Linked DNA regions of Mus musculus: region 2 is linked to region 1. The links are chromatin contacts, called in public Hi-C maps. All regions are on one chromosome and are shown on one strand. Each heading gives the region's core, a stretch centred on a gene start, on an enhancer-like site or on the middle of the called end of the contact. The rest is flanking DNA. Distances are from core to core; before and after follow the strand shown. Region 1 overlaps Ppat (phosphoribosyl pyrophosphate amidotransferase). Region 2 holds the start of Rest (RE1-silencing transcription factor).

The links. Hi-C and Micro-C count contacts between places; a contact is called where the count stands out from the background.
Region 2: a contact with region 1 is called in a Hi-C map of olfactory sensory neurons, with 4 times the contacts expected there. The contact joins the promoter of Rest here to the enhancer-like site in region 1. A contact is called at or near these places in 2 of 39 promoter capture datasets (liver and pre-B cells), 2 of 484 Hi-C or Micro-C datasets (CD8 T cells and olfactory sensory neurons) and 4 of 115 datasets of contacts at active chromatin or transcription factors (T-cell acute lymphoblastic leukemia, bone marrow-derived macrophages and embryonic stem cells).

The regions. Positions count from the first base shown.
Region 1 is chr5:76,926,434-76,932,451 of GRCm38.p6, forward strand. It overlaps Ppat (phosphoribosyl pyrophosphate amidotransferase), which reads right to left. Exons shown (of 11, transcript NM_172146.2): 2 at 358-424. LOC115486295 (a long non-coding RNA gene) reads right to left here. Exons shown (of 2, transcript XR_003955939.1): 2 at 1,014-4,081. Among named protein-coding and RNA genes, the nearest start is that of Paics, 22 kb to the right of the region's middle. Within about 2 kb of position 2,203, at least 153 of the 459 cell types and tissues checked have an H3K27ac peak or open chromatin away from gene starts, as enhancers often do. A contact at or near this core is called in liver and olfactory sensory neurons, where this site is marked.
Region 2 is chr5:77,262,600-77,268,271 of GRCm38.p6, forward strand. Rest (RE1-silencing transcription factor) reads left to right here and starts at 2,895. Exons shown (of 4, transcript NM_011263.2): 1 at 2,895-3,189; 2 at 5,333-5,672. The coding sequence starts at 5,342.

The sequences.
Region 1 (6,018 bases), core at 953-3,452:
CTCCTGGCTTGCATGAGCCAGCCTAGCAAAAGATCACCTGGAAAGAAATGCATCCTACTTTGACAAATGTGAAGACACGCCATTGGAAGCAGATTTATCCAATATGGCTTCTAGTTATAAATTTATTTACACTCCCATGTCTGTTTATTTACTTGCTTGCTTACTTAGAAACAGGGTCTTACTACACAGACCAAACTAGCCTCAAACTCAGATAGATCCACCTGTTTCTGCGTGCGCGCGCGCACACACACACACAACATTAAAGGCCCCCACCACCGTGCCCAGCCTCCACCGCAGACATTACTGCCCAGCTGGCAGCAGTCATCTCCAGCATCAGTCTTTCATGTTCAGACTTACCTTATGCACCCTGAATTTAGGCACTGCACTCCCATCACTGGTCACAATACCAGCGCTCTCCTGACCTCTGTGAACAAAATAAACACATCACCTGTTAAATCAGGCCACTTGATACATTTCCTGCAGAGCTTCGTCACGCATCCCCTTCCCAAAGGAACCCATAAGCTGAGAGGCTCGGGACATCTCTGGACTGTGACAACAGGGTAGTGTCATCTAATTCTAATTGATACGCCAGGCCCTTCGGTCACCAGTATTTACGTATATCATCTGATCTGGCTTTCATAGCAATCCTGTGAAACGGGAGCTATGATTAGGATTCAGAGAGAAATGCAAAGAAAATGAAGTAACACAACAATTGTGCAGATGACCGGTTGTACTGTGTGTTCAGAACAGATAACCCAACTCCAGAATCTGGATATCTAATGCCTATAATCTGCCTCTGAATAAAGCCTCAAGCAGTGAAGTATGTAGATATCAATATCAGAGAAGGCAAGAATACTTAGCTGCATATACTAAAACTGGACATGACATCAAGTAAAATTTTCTGAGGCAAGGTCTCAGTATACCACATCATGGGCGCCCCTTGCTCTAACATCAAGTGTGCTGGGATAACGGGTGCCCATCACCACACCCGGCTAACAGTTTTTTTGTCTTGCTTTTTATACTTTCCAAACTTCCTCCAACAAATCAATCCCACCCTCCTTGTGTGGTAACAGGTTTCTCCATGTAGCCTTGCTGTCCTGGAGCTTGCTACGTAAACCAGGGTGGCCTCAAACTCAGAGAAATCTGCCCGCCCCTACCTCCCTAATGCTGGGATCAAAGGCGAGCACCATCACCCCCAGCATGATATAAGCCTTCAAGTGATTATTAGCTATAAACCTCAGTCAAAATGTAATGCTTTTGCAAGTGTTTTTCCTTTTGCTTTTCTGTGTTTGGGTGTTTTGTATACATGTATGTATATGTACCATGTGGGTGCTGGGTATCCCCAAAGAGGCCAGAATAGGGTGTCAGATCCCATAGAGCTGGAGTTACATACAGACATCTGTAAGCTGCTACACGGACGCTGGGAACAGAACCTGGGTGTCATGTCCCCACCCCCCCCCCCCACAAGAGCAAGTGCTCTTAACCACTGAGCTATCAATTAGGTTCAAATTCAATGCTTTTTAAATACATAGCTATTCATATTTGCTATAAACCTTTAAAAAAAAATCCCCACAGCTACTGCCAACCATTTCCAAGTAATTAAAAAAACAAAAAACAAAAATAACACATTCAATGAAGCCAAAAATTATAAAGGAAAGAGACTCCCTGCCCCCCACAAAGTAGTTTTCATCCCTTTTGTCCCAAGGTTAATTTTCCCCTGAAGCCCAAATAAGATTAGCAATCATTTAGGTCCAGGCTTCTTTAACCACAAGAGCCTGCTTATTTGGCAGATCCTCAAGTTACTCCCTTAGGCAGCTTGAACCAGTTAAACTACACCCTCTCAAGCTCTTCAGAGCTCATGGACAACCAGCCCTCTGGTTTCCTAGGAAACAAAAACATGAGCTAGAAATAGCAAATCACTTCCAGGTCACTTTAAACATGGAGAGTGGACCTGGGAAACACTGGACGGAGGAGGAGGTCAAGGCTTTACTAAGTGTCTGGGCAGAAAGAAATATACGAAAACAACTTTACCGAACACTGAGAAATAAAGAAATCTTTATTTACGTCGCTAAAAGGCTGCAAACACTAGGAGTATACAGAGACTGGAAGCAGTGCCGGGCAAAGTATAAAAACCTCAAGTACGAATACAGGACAGTTAAGCATGCCCACAGGTCAGGAGACAGCTCGAGGACGATGAAGTTCTTCCACGCTCTGGACGCAATCCTGCAGTCTGAACCGACCGCACGGTTAGCAGAGGAGGATGGTTGCTGCAGCAAGTGCCTGGCAACCCTGAGCCCAGTTACAGCCCCAGAGATCACCGAAGGTAAAAAAGAAAATCTCCATTCTTTTGTCTGTCACTGTGTTTACAGTTTCTGAATACATACGATAAATGTAGCCTGAACTATCAAGATTAAAAACAAAACACACAACAACAACAAAAACAGAAAACAAAAAAAACAACATACTATTTGGCACAAGGTATGAATTTCCAAACCATCACTTCTTACATCCCAACACAGCAAAGACACATTAAAAACAGCACTAAACTGCTCTGCTAACTACGGCTGAAACATAGACAGGTTTGAATACTTAATGATTTATTTTTATACCCTTATCAGAAGGGAAAATATCAAATAATGCTGTCCAGCTGCTGTTATTCACAGTTTCAAAAAAGACCAAATTTCTCATCGAATATCCCCACCTCTTAAATAGATGAAAAGACCCCCCCCCCAAATCTGTAATGGAGCCCCCAGGAAGTAGGGCTCTTCCAGGAAATTGTATGCTAGGAATGAAAACAGGCTGCCTGGAGGACCTTGTGTGACAAAGCCCTTCCTCTTCCCCATCAATGTGTCAACTCCACAGGCAAGGTCAATAGATGGAGATTTCCCTCCAGCTTCCGGCAGGACTAACCACGCCTATTTCCCATTTCATCACTGTCTCAGGACAGACAAGCAGCTGCACACACAGCCAGGCTCTCTGCCTGGAGATCCATTAAGAGAACTTGGTGAAGCAGCCAGGGACAGTAGCTGGCGCCATCTTTAGTGACAGTGATTCTGCAGTGCTGCTCTGACAGTTCTCTTTTTCCCTTTAGCCTTTTGCCACCTGCTTGCTTCTATTTTGATTTTTTTTAAGGAAAAATTAACTTCTATAACCGACCACCCCATCCCCCACCTTATGCAGTTCTGAGGAATGAAAGGCCTTGGGCTTGCTGACCAAGTGCTACCACACCCCCACAGCCCTTCCTGTTAGCTCTAGCCAGTTGGATATTCTAGTTTTTAAGTGTAGATAAGATGGTTCCCTTCCCTTTCTTCTCCCCCCCACCCCCGCCCTTTTCTCTTTCCAAGTGCTAGAAATCAACTCTCCACTCCTGACTGCCCCACTGACACTTTTTCACCTATCCACTTCTGTAAACGACAACTCAGGTCAGTGGCGTCTCACACAAGGCTCATGCCCTCCTAACTGAAAGTGGCGTCTCACACAAGGCTCATGCCCTCCTAACTGAAAGTGGCGTCTCACACAAGGCCCATGCCCTCCTAACAGAAGGCACCTGGACCCTATTCCCACCGTGGCCAGGACCCCACTCTCTGTCTCTCCTTGCTTTATACAAACGTACCCTGAGCAGTAGAGGTGCCAGCTTAACACCTCTAGGTTGTCGGCATGTGTGCTACTTTCCCACTGAACCATCAGCTGGGCCCCTTAAATGTTAGTTAATAGACCAGTTCCTGAAGAGATAACTAAACAGCCAGGCAGTGGTGGCACACACCTTTAAGCCCAGAACTTGGGAGGCAGAGACAGGCGGATTTCTGAGTTCGAGGCCAGCCTGGTCTACAAAGTGAGTTCCAGGACAGCCAGGGCTACACAGAGAAACCCTGTCTGGAAAAACCAAAAAAAAAAAAAAAAAGAGAGAGAGAGAGAGAGAGATAACGAAAGATTTAATGGATGTTTGTTCTCCAAAATGTTAAAACAAAAAAAGTTACATAATTACAAAGTAAGAAAGAAGTAAAGTAGGATTTCTTAAAATAGATGAAGTTTTCAAAAAGCCAATATGCAATCTCAGATCGCAGAAGGTAAGGTTCCACACCTGAAAGACCCCACCATCAGGCTTAGCAAGCTAGCTGCAGTAACGCCATTTTGCAAGGCATGAAAAAGTACCAGAGCTGAGTTCTCAAAAGTTACAAGAAAGTTCAGTTAAAGATTAACAGTTAAAGATTAAGGCTGAATAATACTGGGACAGGGGCCAAATATCGGTGGTCAAGCACCTGGGCCCCGGCTCAGGGCCAAGAACAGATGGCTCTCAGACGTCAGTGTTAGCAGAACTAGCTTCACTGATTTAGAAAAATAGAGGTGCACAGTGCTCTGGCCACTCCTTGAACCTGTGTGTCTGCCAATGTTCTGACCAGGTGTGTGCCCATTGTTGAACCTTCATTAGACCCTTTCCTCGTACCCCTCCCATACCCATTTCTTGAAAATAGACATTGTTTAGAACTAAAAAGTCCCACCTCAGTTTCCCCAAATGACCGAGAAATACCCCAAGCCTTATTCGAACTAACCAACCAGCTCGCTTCTCGCTTCTGTAACCGCGCTTTTTGCTCCCCAGCCCCAGCCCTATAAAAAGGGTAAAAACTCCACACTCGGCGCGCCAGTCCTCCGATAGACTGCGTCGCCCGGGTACCCGTGCTCCCAATAAAGCCTCTTGCTGTTTGCATCCGAATCGTGGTCTCGCTGGTCCTTGAGAGGGTCTCCTCAGATTGATTGACTACCCACGTCGGGGGTCTTTCATTTGGAGGTCCCACCGAGATTTGGAGACCCCTGCCCAGGGACCACCGACCCCCCCGCCGGGAGGTAAGCTGGCCAGCGGTCGTTTCGTGTCTGTCTCTGTCTTCGTGCGTGTTTGTGCCGGCATCCAATGTTTGCGCCTGCGTCTGTACTAGTTAGCTAACTAGATCTGTATCTGGCGGTTCCGCGGAAGAACTGACGAGTTCGTATTCCCGGCCGCAGCCCCTGGGAGACGTCCCAGCGGCCTCGGGGGCCCGTTTTGTGGCCCATTCTGTATCAGTTAACCTACCCGAGTCGGACTTTTTGGAGCTCCGCCACTGTACGTGGCTTTGTTGGGGGACGAGAGACAGAGACACTTCCCGCCCCCGTCTGAATTTTTGCTTTCGGTTTTACGCCGAAGCCGCGCCGCGCGTCTGATTTGTTTGTTGTTCTTTTGTTCTTCGTTAGTTTTCTTCTGTCTTTAAGTGTTTTCGAGATCATGGGACAGACCGTAACTACCCCTCTGAGTTTAACCTTGCAGCACTGGGGAGATGTCCAGCGCATTGCATCCAACCAGTCTGTGGATGTCAAGAAGAGGCGCTGGATTACCTTCTGTTCCGCTGAATGGCCAACTTTCAATGTGGGATGGCCTCAGGATGGTACTTTCAATTTAAGTATTATCTCTCAGGTTAAGTCTAGAGTGTTTTGTCCTGGTCCCCACGGACACCCGGATCAGGTCCCATATATCGTCACCTGGGAGGCACTTGCCTATGACCCCCCTCCGTGGGTCAAACCGTTTGTGTCTCCTAAACTTCCTCCCTTGCCGACAGCTCCCGTCCTCCCGCCCGGTCCTTCTGCGCAACCTCCGTCCCGATCTGCCCTTTACCCTGCCCTTACCCCCTCTATAAAGTCCAAACCTCCTAAGCCCCAGGTTCTCCCTGATAGCGGCGGACCCCTCATTGACCTTCTCACAGAGGACCCCCCGCCGTACAGAGCACAACCCTCCTCCTCTGCCAGGGAGAACGACGAAGAAGAGGCGGCCACCACCTCCGAGGTTTCCCCCCCTTCTCCCATGGTGTCTCGACTGCGGGGAAGGAGAGACCCTCCCGCAGTGGACTCCACCACCTCCCAGGCATTTCCACTCCGCATGGGGGGAGATGGCCAGCTTCAGTATTGGCCGTTTTCCTCTTCGGATTTATACAATTGGAAAAATAATAACCCTTCCTTTTCTGAAGATCCAGGTAAATTGACGGCCTTGATTGA
Region 2 (5,672 bases), core at 1,645-4,144, 340 kb after region 1:
GGCTGGGATTACAGGAAAGTTCAAGCACCTAGCCTCAAATCTGACAAATTTAGTAGAAGCTCAACCCGGGCTACTTTGTTACTATTTCAGCAAAAGCACGCACGCACGTATGTAGGCACGCTTGCATGCAAACACCTCCACTGCCACTACCACCACCACCACCACCACCACCACCACCACCACCACCACCACCACCACCACCACCACCACCATCACCAACGACTCTAACAACAACAAATCCATAAATAAGAAAATCATTTTCAATTCAGGTCTGGTGCCCCATGCCTTTAATCCCAGCATTCGGGAGGCTGAGGAAGGTGGATCTTTGAGCTTGAGGCCTGAGAGTTCCAGGACAGCCAAGGCTACACAGAGACACCCTGTCTTGAAGAACAAACAAACAAGAAAAAGAAAATAATTTACTAACTGGAGAGACAGCTCAGTGGTTAAGAGCACTGGGTGCTCATCCAGAGGGCTCAGGTTTAATTCCCAGCACCTGCATGGGTGGTTCACAACTGCCTGTAATTCTAGCTCCAGGGCCTCTGGCACCCTCACAAACAACACAGGAAAGAAAAATCTAAAAAATAAAAGGAGAATATAATTTAGTCTCAACTTAGATTTTTTTTTTAAAGAAAAAAAGAATAGGTAGTAGTTAGGTAGAATGGTTAGAGGTAGTTGGGAAGAGTGTAGTTTCGCACACAGGACTCAGATTCTCAGTACTGCAAAACCTGGGTGTGTGGATTCAAACCTTTAATCCCAGTAATTGGGAGGCACAGGAAGAAAAAGCAAATGTTCAAGGTTATTTCAGGTGACACAGTGGGTTTGAGCCACTGTGCCTGACTCTGCTTTGAGACAGGGTCTTGTGTATCTTTTTTTTTTTCTTAATGGGAAAACCCAGTTAAGGTGGGTTTTCCCACCTCGACTAGCCTAATCTAGGCAGTCCCTCATGGGCATTTTTTTAAAAGATTTATTTATTTATTATGTCTGTGTACGCTGTAGCTATCTTCAGACACTCCAGAAGAGGACATCAGATTTTTGTTACAGATGGTTGTGAGCCACCACGTGGTTGCTGGGATTTGAATTTAGGACCTTTGGAAGAGCAGTCGGTACTCTTAACCGCTGAGCCATCTCACCAGCCCCAGTCTTGTGTATCCTTAGCCTGGCCTCAGACTAGCTATGTAGCTGGACATGACTTTGAACTGCAGTCCTTTTGCCTTGAACCCTAAGTATCTGGATTACTGACCCAAGCCACCAACCTGGTCTCTCTCTTCACCAATTCAATGGGAAGGAGTTCTTGTTTCGTTTGCTTTTCATTTCCCTCTTCCTCAATTTTATTCCTCTAAGAGTTCTTTTCAAATCTGATTCAATGCACGGAGCTTGCACTGAAAAGACTCTGGTGCGCAGCGGCCTATACCTGTAAGACCAACACTCCAGAGGTGGAAAGACCACAATTTGGATGCCTGCCTAGACTATGTAGGGAGACTGTCCCAGAAAAAACAGCCATTGAAATCTTTGGTGGTCAAGTACCTTAGGGCCTTCATTCCGCCTTGCCTTCAATTTTGTACCAACTAGTAATATATTGTAGGGTTTTGTTTTGTTTTGTTTTTTTTTTTTGAAAGATGGGTTCTACAGCGTGCCAGAAAAGAGGTAAAGGAAAATGTCAGAGAAACCTGAAGCTCTGCTTCCAGCCTCTTAGCACCCACCTGCTGCTACCTCTGTAGTAATGCCAACGAGAGGTTCACACATTTAGATCCGGAAATGCCGGGCCCTGAAGGCGGCCGAGAGCTTTAAACTCTAGCTGGTAGTTCACTAACTACAAATTAAAGGCTACAAGGCCCACTTCCAGGAAGACATTAAAAGCAGGCTAAAAAAGCATTTCAGGTGAGAAGGGACAGGACCTGAGACTCCCTGTCCCCATTATAAGACGTCAGGTACTGAACTGGACTTGGCTTTGTCTCAACCCCCACAAGGACTGATTTTCTCCTGGTTAAGAGTTTGCAATGTGAAAGCATTTTGACCTCATGAAGCTTAAAATTACAGTTAAGCATAAAGATCTGTGTAGGCAGGCACTTAGATTTTGTTTCTTTGATTGAGAAAGGTCTCACTTTGTAGCTATGGCTGGCCTGAAAATTCTTACATAGCACACTAAAGCTTTAAGCTCTCAGCAATCCTCCTGCCTCTGTCTACTGAATTCTGAGTCTGATTGCAGACAAGAGCAATCCCCCACCCCCGGGCCCCCCAATTTGTCAAGTCAATGACCTGGATCTCCTGGTGCTCACGCCTTTCAAGTAGGATTACAGACTTGTGCAGCCAGGGCCGATTTTCGGGTTTTGTATTGTTTTTTAATTTCTTGCACTAGTGTCCCTAAGTAGCCCAGGTTGATCTTGAACTCCGGCCTTTAACTCTTGATCCTCCAGTCTCAACAGCATTCTGAGTGTTGGGATTAACGGCGAGAGCCCACACGCCAGGCCTGAACAGTATTTTTCGAGGCTTCAGCCTTACTTAAGAGGCCAGTGACAATACTTCTCAAGAGGGCGGTCAATGCCTGCACGTTTTTTCCTCCAACAACCCCAATTCTCGTGCACGCCCGGGTAAGGCTGGGGCTAACTTCTGCTATTTGTTTATAAAAGAAAGAAGCTCAGGGAGTAGGTTCCGCCCCTTTAATGAGCCTAAGGCGGGAGTCGGGGGCCGGGCGGATTAGGTAAGTTTCCCCCGAGGCGCGCCCCCAGGCAGGCCAGGAGTCCACTTCGAGCCTCGGGACCGAGGGGCGGGGCGCGCTCGGCGGCCACGCGCGCGGGCGGGGAAGGGGGCGTGTCGGCGGGCGCGCGCGGACGGCGAGGGGGCGTGTCCGGCGGGCGGGCGGGCGGCGACGGCGCGGGCCGGGTGCGCGGCGCAGCGTCCTGTGCTGGAATGTGCGGCTCCCGCGAGCTCGCGGCGCAGCAGCAGAAGACCGAGGAGCGCCGCCGAGGCCGCGGGCCCCAGACCCGGGCGGCCGGGACCGCAGCGACGGCAGAACCAGGGCCGGCGGTCTGATCCCGCTCCGCGATCGCACCCCGGGATCTCGAGGGCCTCGACGCCCAACTTTTCCCCGCTCTCCCTCCCCTCCCCTCCCCCGAAAGTCCAGCAACAAAGAAAAGGAGTTGGAGCGGCGGCGACGCGGGGGTGGCGGACCGTGGGCGCACAGTTCAGAGGGTAGGACGCGGCGGAGCGAGGAGAGCGACGGGGGAGGGCGGCGGGCAGGCGCGGAGCGGCGCGAGGCGCTGTCCAGGGCTGATTTGCAGATACTGTGGCTCGGGCGGCGCGGCGGCCGGGCGGGGGCGGGATCGAGTTACGGAGCGAGTCACGGGCTGGGCCGGGGGCTGGTGCGGAGCGGCGTGGGCATCGGCCCCCAGCGGAGCACGGGGAGGCCCTTCCGCACGGCGCTGAGATCCGGGGCCACGGAGGCCGGAGCGCCGCTGCTGGTGACCGCGGTCCTGAAACTTCCCCCCTCCGCCCTCCCTCCGCCTCGGGCCCAACGCCCCCGGCCCCGCCGGCGTCCCAGGCTCGCCGCCCCCTCCCCCCCAGTCGTAGCAGGGCCGGAAGGCGGCCGCCCCGCTTGACTCAGCCCGGGGCACGGGCGGCGCCGGCGGCAGGCTGGACAGCGATTTCTGCGGCCCGCGCTGGCTCTGCGCAGCGGGGGAGCGAAGTTCGCAAACTTCCGGGCCACGGGGGCGGCGGTGGCGGCCCGCGTGGGGCCCCTCGCAGCGACCGGGGGCCGACAGCCTCGGGAGGGCGCCGCGGAGCCCCGGTACAGGCCCGATCGGACGCGGGTAGCGAGGTAACTTTTCCGCCCAGTCCCGGCCGGGCTAGTGGCGGGCGGCGGGGGAGGGGGCTGCGGGGCCGCGGCCGGCCGGGGAGGCGCCTCTAGGGTGGTGGGCAGCGCGTGAGGTCCGAGCCCAGGCACCGCCCGCGGGTTGGTGGCGGAGAGGAAGCAAGAGGGCCCAAGTTTGCAAAGAGCTGCTTTGTGTTTGGTATTTTGAGAAAATGGCCGAATGCCTATTTCAGTTAGGAATGCCGCCGCCGAGGCCGGCGCTGGTGGCAGCGGCACATAGGAATTCGGTGCAACACGTTGCTCTCGGGCTGTGCTTAGCACAGTCTGCCCGAGAGACGTGGAGATTTCCTTGGGAGTGTGGCTGCCGAGGTGCGTGGGGGAAGCTTTAGAGTGGATGTTGAGGTCCGTTGTGGAATCCGTGGGGCTGTTGAACTAGGGGAGAGCCGTTTCCTGTGATGGCATTCGGGCTCAACTTTTTGTTGGGGCATGTAACTGAGCGAGCGAGTGAGCGGGCGAGCTTGTGTTTTAGACTCTAGGTGAAGCGGCCCGCTTTTAGTATTTTCGGTTTTTAGTTTGTCTTTTAGTACTTTTTTTATTCTTTGCATATCTTGCCTTTAATAATTTGCAAGAGGCACACTGAGTTCTGAGACTGGTACCTTTGAGGCTGGAGGTTGAGACCATTTAGAAACTCAACTTGTTTTCAAGAAGGTGATCTGTAATGGCTTCCCCTAGGCAAGTAGGCCAAGTCAAGCACAATGCGGCTAAGTTGGTTGACGTGTTGAGTTGCACGACTCTTGAGGGAGTTTTCTAACAACAACAAAAAAGCACTTTAAAACTTCCCCTTTTGTGGGAAGAAGGGATCCGTAGCCACCCCTTTAAGAGTCATCAAAAAGTTTTTTAAAATTTGTTACTTTTTTCAGTTTATTCTTTTAGAGTTAGTTGAATTCTCATGAAGAAGTTGAAGTCTTGTAGATTTCTTGATGTGCTCATTAGAGGCCCCAGAATCGCCTGTGGTTTTTCTTTCTCTCTCTCTCTCTCTCTCTCTCTCTCTCTCTCTTTTCCTTTGGAGTTCTCATTCAGACCACTGAACTGTTGGAGAAGTGAGACAACAATAGTTAACTATTCAGTGATTTGGTTATTAAAATTTTAGTTAACATTAAAAATATTAGCCACCAAAAAGAAGACTTGCATGCCGGTGTAGACCCAATGGGTCAAAGAATTCGCTTTTTTTTTTTTTTTTTTTCTTCTGGCTATAGAGGAAACAGTTCCTCATCTGTTTTTGTGATTGCAATAAAGAGAATTGAAAATTCACAGCACCCTTGCCCAGGCCTATCTAGTGCTAGGATTACATGCGAGTACTGCCATACCCAACCAGAAAAAAAAGTATTTGAATGTTGTTGTTAGAAGTTAACGAAGCTTGTTGAATTTTAAAGGTTGCATTGGAAAGATGCTTGCTTTGGGTAATGAGGGCTTTATTTATTTATTTATTTATTTATTTATTTTGGGGGGTTTTGCTTTATCCAGAGTACAGTTATGGCCACCCAGGTGATGGGGCAGTCTTCTGGAGGAGGCAGTCTCTTCAACAACAGTGCCAACATGGGCATGGCCTTAACCAACGACATGTACGACCTGCACGAGCTCTCGAAAGCTGAACTGGCAGCCCCTCAGCTCATCATGTTAGCCAACGTGGCCCTGACGGGGGAGGCAAGCGGCAGCTGCTGCGATTACCTGGTCGGTGAAGAGAGGCAGATGGCCGAATTGATGCCCGTGGGAGACAACCACTTCTCAGAAAGTGAAGGAGAAGGCCTGGAAGAGTCGGCTGACCTCAAAGGGCTGGAAAACATGGAACTGGGAAGTTTGGAGC